Regions from separate parts of the Canis lupus genome. Here region 2 is linked to region 1. The links are chromatin contacts, called in public Hi-C maps. All regions are on one chromosome and are shown on one strand. Each heading gives the region's core, a stretch centred on a gene start, on an enhancer-like site or on the middle of the called end of the contact. The rest is flanking DNA. Distances are from core to core; before and after follow the strand shown. Region 1 overlaps LRRC9 (leucine-rich repeat-containing protein 9). Region 2 holds the start of DHRS7 (dehydrogenase/reductase SDR family member 7).

Region 1 (7,919 bases), core at 2,281-4,780:
CGATCCGGGGACTCCAGGCAGACATACACAACCACTGAGCCACCCAGGTGTCCCTCTGGATATTCTACATTCAAGTTACTGCATTTCATGTTTTGGCTATAAAATCATTCATTTTATCATAATTGTAAGGAAAAATCCTCACCAAAACAAAAATTTAAGAGAGAAAAAAATGCACAAATTTGTTTTTTTTTTTTTAAAGACTTTATTTATTTATTAATGAGAGATACAGAAAAAGAGAGGCAGAGACACAGGCAGAGGGAGAAGGAGGCTCCATGCAGGGTGCCCGACTTCTGGACTCAATCCCGGGACTCCAGGATCATGCCCTGGGCTGAAGGCAGCGCTAAACCACTGAGCCACCCAGGCTGCCCACAAATTTGGTTTTGAGAAGTGTCTTTTCAGTAGTTTGCAAAACATTTCTTTTTCTTTTCTTTCTTTTTTTTTAAAGAATGAGGGAAAGGAGGGACAGAGGGAGAGAGAAAATCTTCAGCAGGCTCCATGCCCAGCACAGAGCCTGACGCTGGGCTGGACCTCACAACCCTGAGATCATGACCTGAGCTGCAATCAAGATTTGGATGCTTAACCAACTGAGCCACCCAAATGCCCAGATTAAAAAACATTTTTATTCATCAATAAAATAAAAATAGTAATAAAGAATATTATAATTCATATTTTTAAAAGATAAAAACTTCTGGAAATAAAATATTACTAAAAAATAACCGCGTACTTCTTGACTTAGTTCTTAAAGGCGACTGTGAACTAAAATTCCAATTTTTTAAAAAGATTTTATTTATTTATTTGAGAGAGAGAGAGAGAGAGAGAGAGAGCACGAGCAGGGGGAGGGGCAGAGGGAGAGGGAGAAGCAGACTCCCTCCACCGGTGGGGAGCCTAACTTGGGGCTCACTCCCAGGACCCTGAGGACCTGACCTGAAGACAGATGCTTAACTGACTGAGCCACCCAGGTGCCCCCTAAAATTGCAATTTGTACAGTTTTTCTTTAAAACTATTTCAAGGGATCCCTGGGTGGCGCAGCGGTTTGGCGCCTGCCTTTGGCCCAGGGCGCGATCCTGGAGACCCGGGATCAAATCCCACGTCGGGCTCTCGGTGCATGGAGCCTGCTTCTCCCTCTGCCTGTGTCTCTGCCTCTCTCTCTCTCTCTGTGACTATCATAAATAAATAAAAATTTAAAAAAATTTAAAAAAAAATAAAAAAATAAAACTATTTCAAAACAAAACAAGAAACTATTTCAATAGGGGCACCTGGCTGGCTTAGTTGGTAGAGTGAGACTCTTGATCTTGGGGTTGTAAGTTTGAGCCCCAGGTTGGGTGTACTTAAAAAAATAATAAAAATCTTAAAAAATAGTATTCAATAGTGAAGGCAAGCACAGAGAGATGAATAAGAAAGCAAGTAAGCACTTGGAAGTCATCCAGAAGCTCTAAGTATTATAACAGAGGAATCTAACAAATCAGCCAGTTTCTACCTCATAAAAATAATTGATTTGATCTGATTCATTGAATAGCCAACAGAACTTGGCCATAAGTGCTTGCTTCTACTCTTATAGAACTATAAATATTTTACTTCTTTTTACGTAACATTTAATTGAAACAAAGAGCCTATAGCATGACTAACAATAAGATCTAATGTTCTAAAACAAACACTTCTCATAATATATGAAAGATACGAATAAATAATGAAATGGCATGTTACTTAAATATAAGGATTATTTTAAAACTGGCCATGAATGCCTACAAACATACATATGCAGTGCACATTAAATATTCTAAGCAAAACTATGTTCACAACCATAGTTAATTTTGTGTCAATAGTCAGAGAAGTCTAGAACTATAAAAATAGAAGTAAATAATAAATTTCTTATTGAATAATTATAGTCAATCTTCATATATAGAAATTGAAAGATCACTTCGATATTGTCTATATTCAGTTCAGCATTGTAGGCTCCTCATTTATAAAGTGCCCTAATATTTAGCTTTCCTCATTGTGGAATTGTTTTTAATTTAAAACAAGTCATGTATCCATGCATATGGCTACATACAAAATAAATCTATCAGGACATTTGCTGGGAGCAAAGGACTAATTTTACTGTAGAAATTATGCATTTTCCCTAAGCTAAATACACTGGAAGATAATGATAGTTTACAGTTTTTAATATATTAGGGCTCTATGACAGCTGGTTACATAGCACATGAATAATAATTAAATGTTGATTCACTCATAGTAATTGAAAAAGTAATGAATTGGGAGTTGAAAAAAAATCTAGGATTTGATATGATATCTACTCTTTTCCTTATTCCCATTTCTTTATCTATAAATGGAGAAAATACATTTCATATCTACTCCATAGAGTGGGTTATTAGGATAACCATGTAAAATATGGGCTAGTGGTTTGTAAATTTAAAGTACTACTTGCCTGTTTTATCGTAATCAGTTGTGAAGTATGTTACAAAAAATTTATAACTATAACTTAAATTCCTCAGTGTGTGTATTATTTACTTAAATAATTCAGGGCAGATCTAAAGTCACTCTTATAAAAACATCCCTCGTGTTCAATTACATCTTTTTGTTTTGTCAAACAGGAAAGGGATGAAGTTTTAGCTATTGTTTATGAGCTGCACATAACCAATGGCTTAACCCATCTAAGCATTCCCAGGGGAGCATGTTGTCTATCATGTCAGTGTCATCTGCTCTCATGGCAGAAAAGATTCAGAACTGTGCAAATTATGCTAGTAATCATCTCCCTCATTGCTTTATATGAAATTATTTAGCATGTATTCATATCAAAATGTTCTAAAGGTTGGATTCATGTCTGTTTTCTGTATAGTACCTAGCAATGCCTAAGTACATGTTCACATTATTTTTCGTGTTATTATCAAATTATGTATTATTACTGGGGTCCCTGGGTGGCTCACTTGGTTAAACATCTGACTCTTGATTTTGGCTCAGGTCATGATCTCAGAGTTGTGAGATTGAGCCCTGCATGGGCTCTGTGCTGAGCATGGAGCCTACTTAAGATTCTCTCTCCCTTCCCCTCTTCCCTTCTCTCTCTCTAAAAACAATTAAAAAAAAATATGTATTACAAATTAATTTACTTTCAAGAAGAAATTCAGATATAATTAAAAATTTACAATAAAATGGTAAGATATATCTAAATTTAATGATGTATAGTACATAAAAATCAAATGATAGATCTCAAATATATTACAAATGCATAGAAAAAATGGCTACAAGAAAGTGTGCTAAATGTTAAAGGGATGCTGAATAATGAGGTATGTTTTTCCTGCTTCATACTTTTCTAATTCTTGAAAATTCCTTTTCTCTAAGTGAAAGACAGTTACATTTACTTTTCCCACCCAGTTTATTATTTAAAGATAATTGTCATTACAAAAGCAACATATATTCAGTATTTCATTTATACAAAATCATAAAAGAAAAAAGCCGATGATACCAAGTTAGTAACAGAGAACAGACCATCATTGGAGCACTGCAAGGAAAGCAGTTGTCAAAACTAAAGGGCAACAAAGACATCTTCTGGACATCTTAAGAACTGCATAGTTGTTTTTTAAACAAAGGATCTTATTTCCACCTAAGAGCAATAGTTGTTTAAAAACCACCCATTAAGAAGTATCAAATCAATCTATTAAGTTTGAAATTTTAAATGTTACATAATTACTTCATAAACATCAGCGTTTAAAGACGAAAAGATACAAATTATTGCGTATGCATTGGAATTAGTTTCCAAAATATCTTTCAGCCTATTTCCAGGTAGATTATAAAATACACACATTTTAGTAAAAATTTATTTTCATGTAAGGAACATCTAAAATAGTAGGAAAACTACATGCAGTGTTGAACCAATACCTGGAAAATTATAGTAGAATAATTCATGAATCATACAGGCCATTTATATAAAAATATGATTGGCAAGTTAGTCATTAATTTAAAGAACTATATTTAATAAAACAATGTAATTCAAAACCATATTTTTTTCAAAACCATATATGATTGATTTGTGATCTGTCCGAGCAGCATAATGTTTTAGAAAAATTATTTCCAGTGAAATACAATTGTTAAGGGTCTTGAATTTAAATGTGTCCACTCAGTTTGTCCTTTTTAGCCTAAAACTGCTTGTAAAATTATATTACTATGGGTACAATTAACAAATCCTTTATTTGAAATAGTACTTTTTTATTCTTAGAGCATGAATACATGGTTGCACCAACTCTTAGCCACCTTTAGAAAGTACTACTGATGCCCATAATTTGCATCTCTAAACAAATCCTAGGGAAGATATGGTTTAAGGTATTTTTTCCCAATTATAGTCCTAAAATACTAATTTGTAGCTCAGTGAACAAAGTTCAACTTGTTTTAGTAATAGTTGTGTTTGGTAAGAAATGTATGCTTTAGTTTTAGGTAACTCCAACTAAATAAATATTCAACAAATAAAATATACTTATTTACTAGAATTGCCTTTTTTAGTATCTTAATATGACAGGCTACAATAAGATTTTGTAACTAAATGCTTCCAATACTAGGACTAAATATTTGATTCTCTGTTTTATGTCACTTCTATCTTTTCAAATTGTATGATATAACGGTTCATGGTTTTTCTAATATAGGAATTCAAATAAATAATAAAGGTAATCATAATGAGAGTTTAAGAGGGGTGATATTAAATAAAATTCAACCAGGGTGATAGAGATTATCTTCATATGGAACTGAAGTGCTTCAGTAAAATAAGTAACACGATTATCTCATATATTTTTTTCACCAGCTCTGTCTGCTAGTTTTTGTATAACTCCTAAACAGAAATAGGTTTCTTTGTGTATATTCATTTCTCTAGGCAGTTTCATTTGATTTGATCTTGGAAAGTACTGCCAGGAATTCTATCAGAAATAAAATATTTATGAGTCAAATAATTATGACTTATTTTCTTAATGGATCAGCTAATTAAGGTAATTCTGCAGTAAAAAATTTTATGTGTTCAATTTCAAAAAGACAGTACAACAGAGAAAGTGATCCTATTCTTGGACATCTAAAAATCAGGTTATCCTAAGGAGTCAGTAGAATGTGACCAGACTAGCAGGGAAGTCAGTAGAGCGAGAGCCAGGCCTACCCTAGGTCTGCTGCTGAGTTGGTCACTGATATATGACTGGAGCTTGGCTATCAAGAAGCTGGCGGACAGGAAATAACTGGAAATCTAGGTGGACAGGTGTTGAGCAACAGAGTGGATTCCTGATGAGAAGTTGCAGGTTCTCAGGCATTGAGCTGGCTACTAGGGCTAGCCTCTCCCAGAGGAGAGGCTTGAAGAATTTAAAAAATTCTTGGGCTTTGTGATTTCAGAATTGAATTTTTCTCTTGTTGAAAATACAAGTGAACTGCTTTGCATATTTGAGAAGTGATTTGGGAGAGAATGCAATTACAAGTGTTTATTTCAGTGTTCATATAAGTATTAGATGAGCACTATTCTACTTCTACAGCCATTACTAAGCCTCTTAGAATTATGATCTAAATACACAGGACTTTGGGAAAGTTGGGTGATTGTGGGAGAAGAAGCCTTATGCTGACAGTTTTTCCCAGCTCTCAGTAAGCAAATAATAGTAAAACACAATATTTCCTATTTTTATACATGACTAGCAGATTTGGGGAGTGTTTTTTTTTAATGATGAGAAATGATATTAAAACACAGAATAGTTTTACCTTCCCTCATCCGGGTTGCTCTGGTACATCTGTGTAGTTGGAGATGCCATACCCTGATGTGATAAAAGAGGTGGAGAGAGATTTATCCCTCTGAGTTGCCGAAAAGCTATTTCTGCATGGATGCTCCGAGGATTATTTGTCAGAATGCCTGCATTCTTGTTTTTTTTGTCTGAAATTAGGAATTGTGGAACAATGAGAAACACTAAGTAATAAAATGAATTAAGTAATAAAGCTTTGTTGCCCTTTTGTTGAATGTGTGCTGTACATATTTCATAACATGTATTAAACATCTTAAATAAAAATACAGAATTGGAATAGATTTCTAGCATTTAATGCTGCTTAAATTTCTCTGAGTTCGTGAATCTATTTGATTGTTTCTAGGTAATTTTTAAAATTTAAATATCTAGAGCTCTGTATCATAATAAATGTACAGATAAAGTGACCATGATTCTTTTTTTTTTTTTAATTTATGATAGGCACACAGTGAGAGAGAGAGAGGCAGAGACACAGGCAGAGGGAGAAGCAGGCTCCATGCACCGGGAGCCCGACATGGGATTCGATCCCGGGTCTCCAGGATCGCACGCTGGGCCAAAGGCAGGTGCTAAACTGCTGTGCCACCCAGGGATCCCAGTGACCATAATTCTAAAACAAAACAAAACAAAACAAAACAAAACAAAACAAAACTGTGGCAACAGTCTGGAAACAGGAGAGAAATTACAGGACTTTTCAAGAAAAACATAAAAAATAGTCACACTACAAATCCTGAAGACAGAAATCTGAGAAGGATGTTATGGAGATGAATCCAGGGTGGAACTAGTGCCGAAAAAAAAAAAAAAGATATTAATGACATTCCTGAAGATGATGTTGTACTGTTGAATAGCTAATAATTTGGCATTATCTCACTTTATTGACAGTTATGTCTACTAGACAAAAGCATAAAAATTCTCACTATGACTAAAATCTTAAGTATTTAGAAGTATGAGATATAAGTTGAACAAAAAATAATATCTTAACAAAGTAAATTATTTTGGGTTTCTTTTGACTGAGCTTCCTTTAAAAATAATCACACAGAGCAATCTATTATCCTTAGTAGAATCTTAGACCATTTTATAATTACTGTGATTTTGAATTTTATTCTCTAATAGTGATCCCATGCAAAGTGGGATGTAATAAGGAATGGAAGAGGTGAAGATCTGGAAATACGCAAAAGTCTTGATCTACCCTAAACTAAAATGTATATAATAGAAGGAATTATTTCCATGCCCTGTCCTTTTAATGGACTCCCTGCTTTAGAGCTCTACCTCTTGAAACTCTTCTCTAGTATTAGCTTCATGGTTTATTTGTGGTTTCAAGAATAAAGTCTGATCTTCTCTTTGTGCTCCAAGAATTGTTGTCACAGATAGTTTTAAACCTTTGACTTTCTACTTTTAGAAGGACACACAGATGAATTGGTTTTAGCAGTCATGTGCTATGACATACATAAAATGAAACAAAAGCTTTGAAAATAAGTAATTCAAGAAATAATTGTGCAAGTATCACAAAGTTCACATTATGAGCAAATGTTTAGGTACAACATATTAGTAGTTGAGCAAAACCTCAAAATACTATAGTCTCTGAAGTCAGAATGACTACATGAAACTTGAACAAATGTGCAATTTTAGGAAATGTAAATTTAAAAATGCAGTTTTAAGAAATAATGGAAATCAAAGTGAGATTTTTGTTTCAAGTGCAGTGTTTTGTTCATTTGCTTTTACATTCACTAAGAAACTCTGTGAAAATACCTTCAACTTCAGGAGTTAAAGTGAAGTCAGATCCCAAGTAATGGCTAAATCCCCCCGGCATTATTACATTCGTAATCTTTATGGGAGGAGCTTTCACTTGGCCAAATGATCCACCATCCATTGGAGAGCTGGTAACAGGAATAAACTACATAATAAAAGAAAAAGAGTTAAGAATGGCTCACCTTCCAAAACTCAGATCAATAGATTCAGTCCTTACCACAAAGCCCTATTTGATAATCAACTTAAAATTCTTTAGTTCAGGAGTTATATGACTGAACTGAGTTGGTTTGAGGCAGAACCTGTGAGAGACTGTTGAACCTTTAACCTCCCTCAGAACCTTACGTTCTGGCTTTTCAGATGGCGTCATCCTCATCACATATGATGGCGCTTCCCCCTTTCCAAAGGGTCTTAACAAGGTAAGTGCAG
Region 2 (7,919 bases), core at 2,295-4,794, 85 kb before region 1:
ATCTCTGCTGGTCTATCCTGAGTAGGCCTGAGCTCATACCACCAAAAAGTGAACAGTACTGAAAGGAAAGAAGGGGTTACCATTCTATCACAGCTGAAATTTAAAAATAAGGGTACAAATTATACAAAAGGCCTTGGTTGGGATTTTATTAAAGTATTTTAATGACACTCAGGGAAGATTGATTTGTTAAATTCTAGCAACGCTTATTCTATCAACTTGAGTTAAGAACTACAAGGAGGTTTAACTTTTAAGAAAAGGAGAGTTCAATTCAATGTGGGCTTATCCTTTGTTGTATTAACACTAAGCTAAGTACTGTAGACTCTTCAAAAGAAGTACTAGCTTTGGTACTTGATCTCAAGAAACTTAGTTTCATTGGGGTAATAATTTATTAACCCTGAAAATAGAGATATTAGATATAGTTCCCATCAGAAGTAATTATAAAAAGAGGTGAGCCTAGGGAAGAGGTGTTTATGACTCCTGAGAGGCACAAAAATCTTTCTAGAGGAGGATAGGAGTGGGGAGCTGGGGTAGAGGTTTGCAACAGGGTTGGAAAGGGAGAAGGAAGGCTGTTTAAGGAAACTTAATTATTGCAGGTAATAGTCAACACATTTCAAGACAAAAGAGAGCAGAAGCTTGTTAAGCAAGACTGAAGAAATAAAATGTTGAGGAAGGGAGCCATTGTCTCTCTCACTTTCATCACTGTTTTAAAGTTACAGGCCAAGTAACAGCCTTTGACACCAGAGCATAAGAGGTATTCTAGGAATTAGAGAGGATGGACGTACTATTGCATCAACACCTATGACATTCTCCATTAGACTGTCTATGGTTCTCAGCCATGACCTAATTTCTATGTACTCTAACTAGGTTCCTAGGGGTCTTGTGGATCAAAAACCCTTATTTTTATAGTCTTAATTTTAACACATGTAGGTGTTTAGAAGGAAGTAATTAAATGTTTTGAAGCTCCTTTCTAGTGGAAATGAATCAAGAATAATATCTTGGTATTTTGTGCAATTAGTGCTGTTTTGATTATATTCTCTGTTTTTATTCTGCTGTTTCCTTTGGGAGGTAAATCACAGCGTGGGAACAGGGATATTTAGCACCCAACTAAAATTTGCTTTGCCAAAACAGATAGTTCGGCTAAGAGTAAACTTGTGTGCTATCAGAAGCACATTGTAAAGCACTGAAATACGGCATGTGGCATTAGTCTTTTTTTCTCTAACTGTGCAAGGACTCTGTCCTCAGGGGCCATGGCCTTGGCTCATGGGAACTTGTGTGATGGCCACTTTACATCAGCACTGTCCTGGCTTCATGAAAAGAAACGGAAATGTGAGTAGAGGGAGCAGTCGAATGTTCTTTCTAAGTGGGAATGAAGAAGGGGTTGAATGGAGAGTGCTTCTTTTTTGACTCTGGCAGTCATTTAAGTTTCTCTGTTCATAATGGAAATAATGAGCTGGTATTTGAATCTACTTTTTAAAATTATTGGAATTTTATAAAATGATTGAAATTGTCCCTGAATGAACTAATCCAGCAGAGGCTGGGGTTCCACTGTTCTGCCCATTGTCCCCTATGGGCCTCTGAGGAGTCCCTTCTTTTGTTTATTCATCTGTCTTTTATCTGCTTTGAGCACTCTGGCTCCAGTTTTGAGATAAATTCTGCTCAAAATAGCAAGAGGCAATCCTGATGGATGCTACTGCATTAAGAACTTGCTGAGTATCTTCACCAGAGGCAGCAGATTCTGAGGCTGGATTTTTCTCACTGGTGAATAAAACAAATGAGGACAATTAGGCACTGCAAAGATACTCGCTGTCACAGTTGTTTTTCTGAGCATAGTGACTGCTTCTTTAAACATCTAATTGAATTCCAAAACGAATTATGCTTCCATTCAGGTAAAATGAAATTTATAATGTTGAAATTTGTATATTAAACTATTTTTTTAAAGATTCTATTTATTTATTCATGATAGTCATACGGGGGGCAGAGACAGAGAAGCAGGCTCCACCAGGATCGCACCCTGGGCCAAAGGCAGGCGCTAAACCGCTGCGCCATCCAGGGATCTGAATCTATTGTTATTTATAATCTGCTAGTGAGGTTAAATGACCCTGTGGTTTTATTAAAGTTTGTGTATTAGTCACAGTTTTCCATAAAAACAGCTCTGTTCCCCTTTCACCCTCCCCAGAGCTGGAGTTTGTGATGGAGAATCCAGAGACACATCCATTGAATGGTCTGGCTTGGGACACTAAATCTAATTCAATCCTTAATTTTACAGAAGGGGACCCAGGCTCAGAGGAAACTCTTGAAATTTTTTCACAGGAGTGAGATTCAGTGTGGTATTTTAAGCACCATAGTTTAAAAGTCATTTATCATAAGACAAAACCAATATTGCAAAGGTAAACTAAAGAGGGCAGCTCTTGAGCAATATTATATCAAGTTGTAGTTGAGGTAAACAATCGATCAAAATCTAAGTTTAGCTAGTGTACATATTCCTTGGAGAATGAGATCCCTATCAGTACAGGATCTGATACATCACAATTTAAACACTCTTACCGCTTTCACAAGCAAGGGCAATTCTATACGACCAGAATATAGCAGTTTATAAACAAAGTCCCTGTCTTTCAGGTTGGACTCTAAGAAACGATAATTATAGTGGAGAAAATAAATAATCATTAATAATGACAATTCTCATAGTTATCAAAGAATGAATATAATCATTGCGTACGAACTACTGTGCCCTTCACTGGCATTTTATTTAAACTTCCCTATTCTTTGTAGCTACCTAAAGATAAATGTACTTAGGTTGCTGAGGGTGGAACCTGCTTGGGTCAAGGTCCCCAATCCTGCTAGTCCTCGTGGACGATCTTGACTGAAACTGCACTTTCTCGTCCAGCAAGGAGGCAACTCTCTTTGCAATTGCTTCCCAAATGTAAACCGACAGGGTGCCAACTCAGACTCGCGGTTATTTGGGTGGGGGCAGGGTGGAAGACAGTTTGATAGTTTGTTCGGTTCGTTTAGTTAAAAATGGAAAGATGGGATCCCTGGATGGTCTAGTGGTTTAGCGCCGCCTTAGGCCGAGGGCGTGATCCTGGGGACCCGGGATCGAGTCCCGCATGGGGCTCCCTGCATGGAGCCTGCTCCTCCCTCTGCCTGTGTCTCTGCCTCTCTCTCTGTGTGTCTCTCATGAATGAATAAATAAAATCTTAAAAAAAAAATAGAAAGATGAGGATGGAGGAAGTGGCGATCTTAAGTTGGAACATCTGTGCTCTTCCTTTTGACACAACCCCAACCTTGAAACTACAGGCCGTCAAAGCAACTGTTAGAGGATCGTTCCTATCTCACAGCCTTGTGGCCGGTGTCCTGGCAGCAGGTGGCGCGCAGCCTCAGAGCCGTCCACGCCTCGGGTCCCTCCTGCCGCCCTAGGCCAGGCGCGGACGCGGGGTTCGGCGGCGCGGGCCTCGCCCACACTCCCCGCCCAGCCCGGGCCGCCCCTCCTCCTGCCACTCTCTGGGCGGGGCCCGGGGCGCGCGGCTCTCGGCCCGGGGAGGCGGCCGCGCCGACTGCCGCGAGCTGCGGCGGCTCCGAGGCGGCCAGTCCTCCCCGGCGAGCCGGGCGCGCGCGGCCGCGATGAGCTGGGAGCTGCTGCTCTGGCTGCTGGCGCTGGGCGCGCTGCTCGCGCTCCTGGTGCAGCTGCTGCGCTTCGTCCGCGCCGATGGCGACCTGACCCTGCTGTGGGCCGAGTGGCAGGGGCGACGCCCAGGTGAGGCCCGGCCGCGCCTCGGGAGCGGGAGGCCGGGCTCCGTGCGGCCGCCCCCGCGCGCCCCGCAGCCCTGGGGGCCGTGCAGCCTGCAGCCTGGGGCGGCCGGGGGTGGGGGTGGGGGTGGGGAGGACGGAGCCGGGCCGAGGTGGCTGGCGGTCGTGCCCCGTGGTCTCCCGTCGGGGTCGGCGAGGGCTCGCCCGCTGGCCCAAGGAAGGGGGCGCTGCGCTGGGCGGGACGCCCTCGGGACTGGCGGCTCCCCCCCCCCACCCCGGCGGCCCCCCTTGGAGAAACAGCGCCCGGCCCCGGACTTTGCGGGCAAGCCTTCTTTCGAGAACCCGAGCCCGGTTTTTCTACTTCCTGAACTTGCTCCTTCTCCCTGAATTGTGAAATAAAATGAGATAATCCGGAGTGACTCCCCTAACTAGCCAAGGGCTAGAAGGATCACCCAGTTGGAACTGGATTTTGCGTGCAGTGAGGTCATTACTGGCCTGCTGAGGGGCGTTCAGCCCATCCCACTGTCACCTGTACCCTGGTGAAAATTTGGTGTCGTTCACTAAACACATTCTCTGTGCGACAGCGATGTGCTCCGCCCTTCGCACACCTGACCTCTGGCCTTTACAGACTCTTACAAAGTAGGCATCATTAATCTTACTTTCCACACAGGGAAACCAGGCTTTGGATCCCTAAGGACTAGGGGCAGTGGGGTTTCCCTGGACTTCGTTTCCTGGACCCGAAAAGCATGTGAGGAACTTTACTGGGAAGCGATAGCAGTTCAGAAGATGGACTCTGCTTTCAAAAAGGCCCTGGGAGGGAAGGGAAGAGACAGGGCTCCTCAGGGTGTCAAACCTGGTTCTTGAGAATCAGATAAAATCTTAGATGGTACCGTGTTTTAGCCCAACCCTACTGGACAAAATTTTATTCCTTAATGTTTCATTTCTCTCGTTGCATTTTCTTGGGAACGACCTCTGGAGTGCTGCCATTATTGGGTTCATGGGAAATGCACCTATGCGAGGTCAAGGCTACAAAGCGATGGCAAATAGATGGTTGTGATTGTCAGGCCTTCTCTTGATGGGTCTTTCTCTTGTCTGATGGCTGCCTTGTGGCTGCTTTGTGGATATTTACATTTGACCCCCAGCGCTTTTGTGTTAACTTGGACTTTGAGATTACCTAAAAATAGCTTTTTTAAAAGAATTTAATTCTGCAAAAGTCATTGGATCCATCAGTTATGTCAAGTGGTGAAGAGGAAGAATGTTGACGATGTCCGAATGAATATCTAACAACTAGTTATATTAAGGTTTTCACCTATTAAGCAAAAATTAAAAGTTGACTAAAACTAATTTTTAAGAAATTCATTAATCTGTTCAATGTTTTGCTGGAAAAATAATTTTGAAGGATTTTAAGATACATTTAATTACATTGCTATTATTATGAACTTATGTAATAGGCTAATTTGCATACTAATTTGATAGGTTATCATTTATCTAATTAGGTTATCATTTATCTAAGTAGATAAATGACATTAAAAGTTATTCTGCAAATACTATAATAAAATTACATGGTAATGGCTTTTAAATTTTAATTTAACTTTTAACTTAATTTTTAAATTTAGTCATTCTCAAACCTGCATTGACTGAAGAATAAGCTTTCTTGAACTTCTTTTTTATGTATAAAGCACAGATATATGTATGTACAGTACATAAATAGATATATAGTATATCTGGTGATAAAATTTCATGGGGGAGTTTTTTGGAAACAAAAATGCTTAGAAAGACTACTGAGGTTTGGGAGAGTGATAATAAAACAAAGTTAAAGGCACATGGAGGGGATCCCTGGGTGGCTCAGCAGTTTAGCCCCTGCCTTCGGCCTAGGGGGTGATCCTGGAGACCCAGGACCAAGTCTCGTATCAGGCTCCCTGCATAGAGCCCGCTTCTCCCTCTGCCTGTGTCTCTGCCTCTCTCTCTCTCTCTCTCTCTCTCTCTCTCTCTGTGTCTCTCATGAATGAATAAATAAAATCTTTAAAAAAATTGTTTAAAGGCACATGGTGATGCACTCAGGTTCCCATCAGGTTCTCAGAATAATTTAGACTGGAAAGATGGGCAGACTCTATTAAGGTACAAAATATATTTTTTTAAATAAATAAACAAATTCTCCTTGTCTTCTCCATAGGTTTATTGTTTTTGTCACCTTAAAAAAATAGATAATATATTCACATGCTACAAAATTTAATGACACAAAAATAATATGGTGAAAAGTTGCCCCCAGCCACCAAATATGCCTCTCTAGAAGCAACTAATATTTCCCACCTAGAGAAATTCTCCATCTTCCAAGCATATATATCACATGGTAAAATTTAAGGGTGACTAATTTTAGATCCTGCTCCTAGTTCCAGAAAGATCCCTGGCACTAGTCCAGAGCAGGGAATGTCACCAGCAGCAGTGCGCCAGAGGAAAACTTGGGTTTTAGTTGGCAATAGCCTCCCTCTGAGTGACCTGTGAAATGACTGCCAAGAAAGATTAGGCAAGCCTAGGAGGCTTGTCATGTCTGAAGCAACAAATGGCAGTGCACAACAGATGCCTTCTAAATAGCTGCTTGTATGTATCTGCCTCCGTGCTGGACCCTGGGACGCCCCAGTGACTGAGCCAGCCATTGTGGAGACCCCACGGTATCCTGGATCCTTTCTGGCCACTTCTCTTCAATAGGAATATTGACCAACTAGAGTTTGTGCAGAGGGATATGAGCCAAAGAGTGGGGAAACCTGAAGCCAGGTCCTCTGAGGGAAGGTCGCAGACATTGGAAGTGTTTATTTAGCCTTCGAGAAGCAAGAGAAGAGAGAATTTAGGGAAGACACGTAAGCCATCTTCAAATTCGCCAAGGATTGTCTTGTGCAGTCAGGCCTGATGTGTTCTTAATGTTGGCACAAGGCAGAGCCGCTGCCAACTGCCGCAGGGCAGGAGAAGTTAAAGGTATATCACAGTATAAGAAAGAATCCTTGGGGATCCCTGGGTGGTCGGCGGTTTGGCGCCTGCCTTTGGCCCAGGGCATGATCCTGGGGCCTCGGGATCGAGTCCCATATCGGGCTCCCGGGGCTCCCGGCTTGGAGCCTGCTTCTCCCTCCTCCTGTGTCTCTGCCTCTCTCTCTCTCACTCTCTCTTTATGTCTATCATGGATAAATAAATAAATAAATCTTATAAAAAAAAAAAAAAAGAAAGAAAGAATCCTTGACCCCTTGAAGGATGAGACTCCTCCAGAAAAGGAGGGGGTGCTTTGGAGATAACTAGCTTCCTCATCCTGTGAAGGAATTAAGTAGACATTAGTCAATAGCTTGAGGAGAAAATTCTCAAACTGGGTTGGGGTTGAACTCTCCTGAAGTTTTCTTTCCAACTCTGAGAATCTGCTTTCAGAGACTCTGTAGGGGAGCCATTATGTCTGCTAGATTCTATGGAAGTGGTAAACAAAAATTGATGCTAAATACAAGTTTTCTTCTTCAGGGTGGGAAGAAGGGGGCCAGAACTACAGGTGACCTAAGGTCTGCATGAGCCTGGGGGGTTTTCATCATTGGTTTTAAGTAATATTTGCTTAGTAGTGTAAACGTGAAGAAATTTTTATTAATTTTATGCTGGTTAATGAGTAGTTAACAATATTTACTCTGTAGTCTTGGGTATTACAGAATTTTGGAACAAGGAGTCTTCAGTGAGTGAATACATGATTATCTGAATATACATTCTGCTATTCCCGATGGAGTCCTCTGTTGTGCATTTCCATAAAAGCACGTTGTAGCCTAGACATAGGCTATTTGGGATGTTTCCAACTTTAGTTCAGATCTTTACATGAAACTTCTTTTCTGAAGGCAAGGTGTATTTTCTTGAATGGCTAAGAAACAGTTGGGCTTTAAAATATTGATCATATTAAAATGTGGACACCATGGGCTAGTGGTCAGAGTGTGGGCTTTGGAACTAGATGTACTTGGGCTTATATCCCAGCCCTGCTAGGGTTGTTGGGTGTTTACTCAACAGTTACCGGGTATCCCCGGTGGCGCAGCGGTTTAGCGTCGCCTGCAGCCCAGGGCTGATCCTGGAGACCCTGGATCGAGTCCCACGTCAGGCTCCCTGCATGGAGCCTACTTCTCCCTCTGCCTGTGTCTCTGCCTCTCTCTCTCTCTCTGTGTATC

What was found. Hi-C and Micro-C count contacts between places; a contact is called where the count stands out from the background.
Region 2: a contact with region 1 is called in a Hi-C map of blood, with 5 times the contacts expected there. The contact joins the promoter of DHRS7 here to the enhancer-like site in region 1. A contact is called at or near these places in 6 of 9 Hi-C or Micro-C datasets (amygdala, blood and liver).

Annotation. Positions count from the first base shown.
Region 1 is chr8:35,462,257-35,470,175 of UU_Cfam_GSD_1.0, reverse strand. LRRC9 (leucine-rich repeat-containing protein 9) reads right to left here. Exons shown (of 34, transcript XM_038544858.1): 32 at 7,494-7,638; 33 at 5,713-5,881. Among named protein-coding and RNA genes, the nearest start is that of PCNX4, 23 kb to the left of the region's middle. Within about 2 kb of position 3,530, at least 1 of the 20 cell types and tissues checked has an H3K27ac peak or open chromatin away from gene starts, as enhancers often do. A contact at or near this core is called in blood, where this site is marked.
Region 2 is chr8:35,547,674-35,555,592 of UU_Cfam_GSD_1.0, reverse strand. It overlaps DHRS7 (dehydrogenase/reductase SDR family member 7), which reads left to right and starts at 3,544. Exons shown (of 7, transcript XM_038544860.1): 1 at 3,544-3,751. The coding sequence starts at 3,619.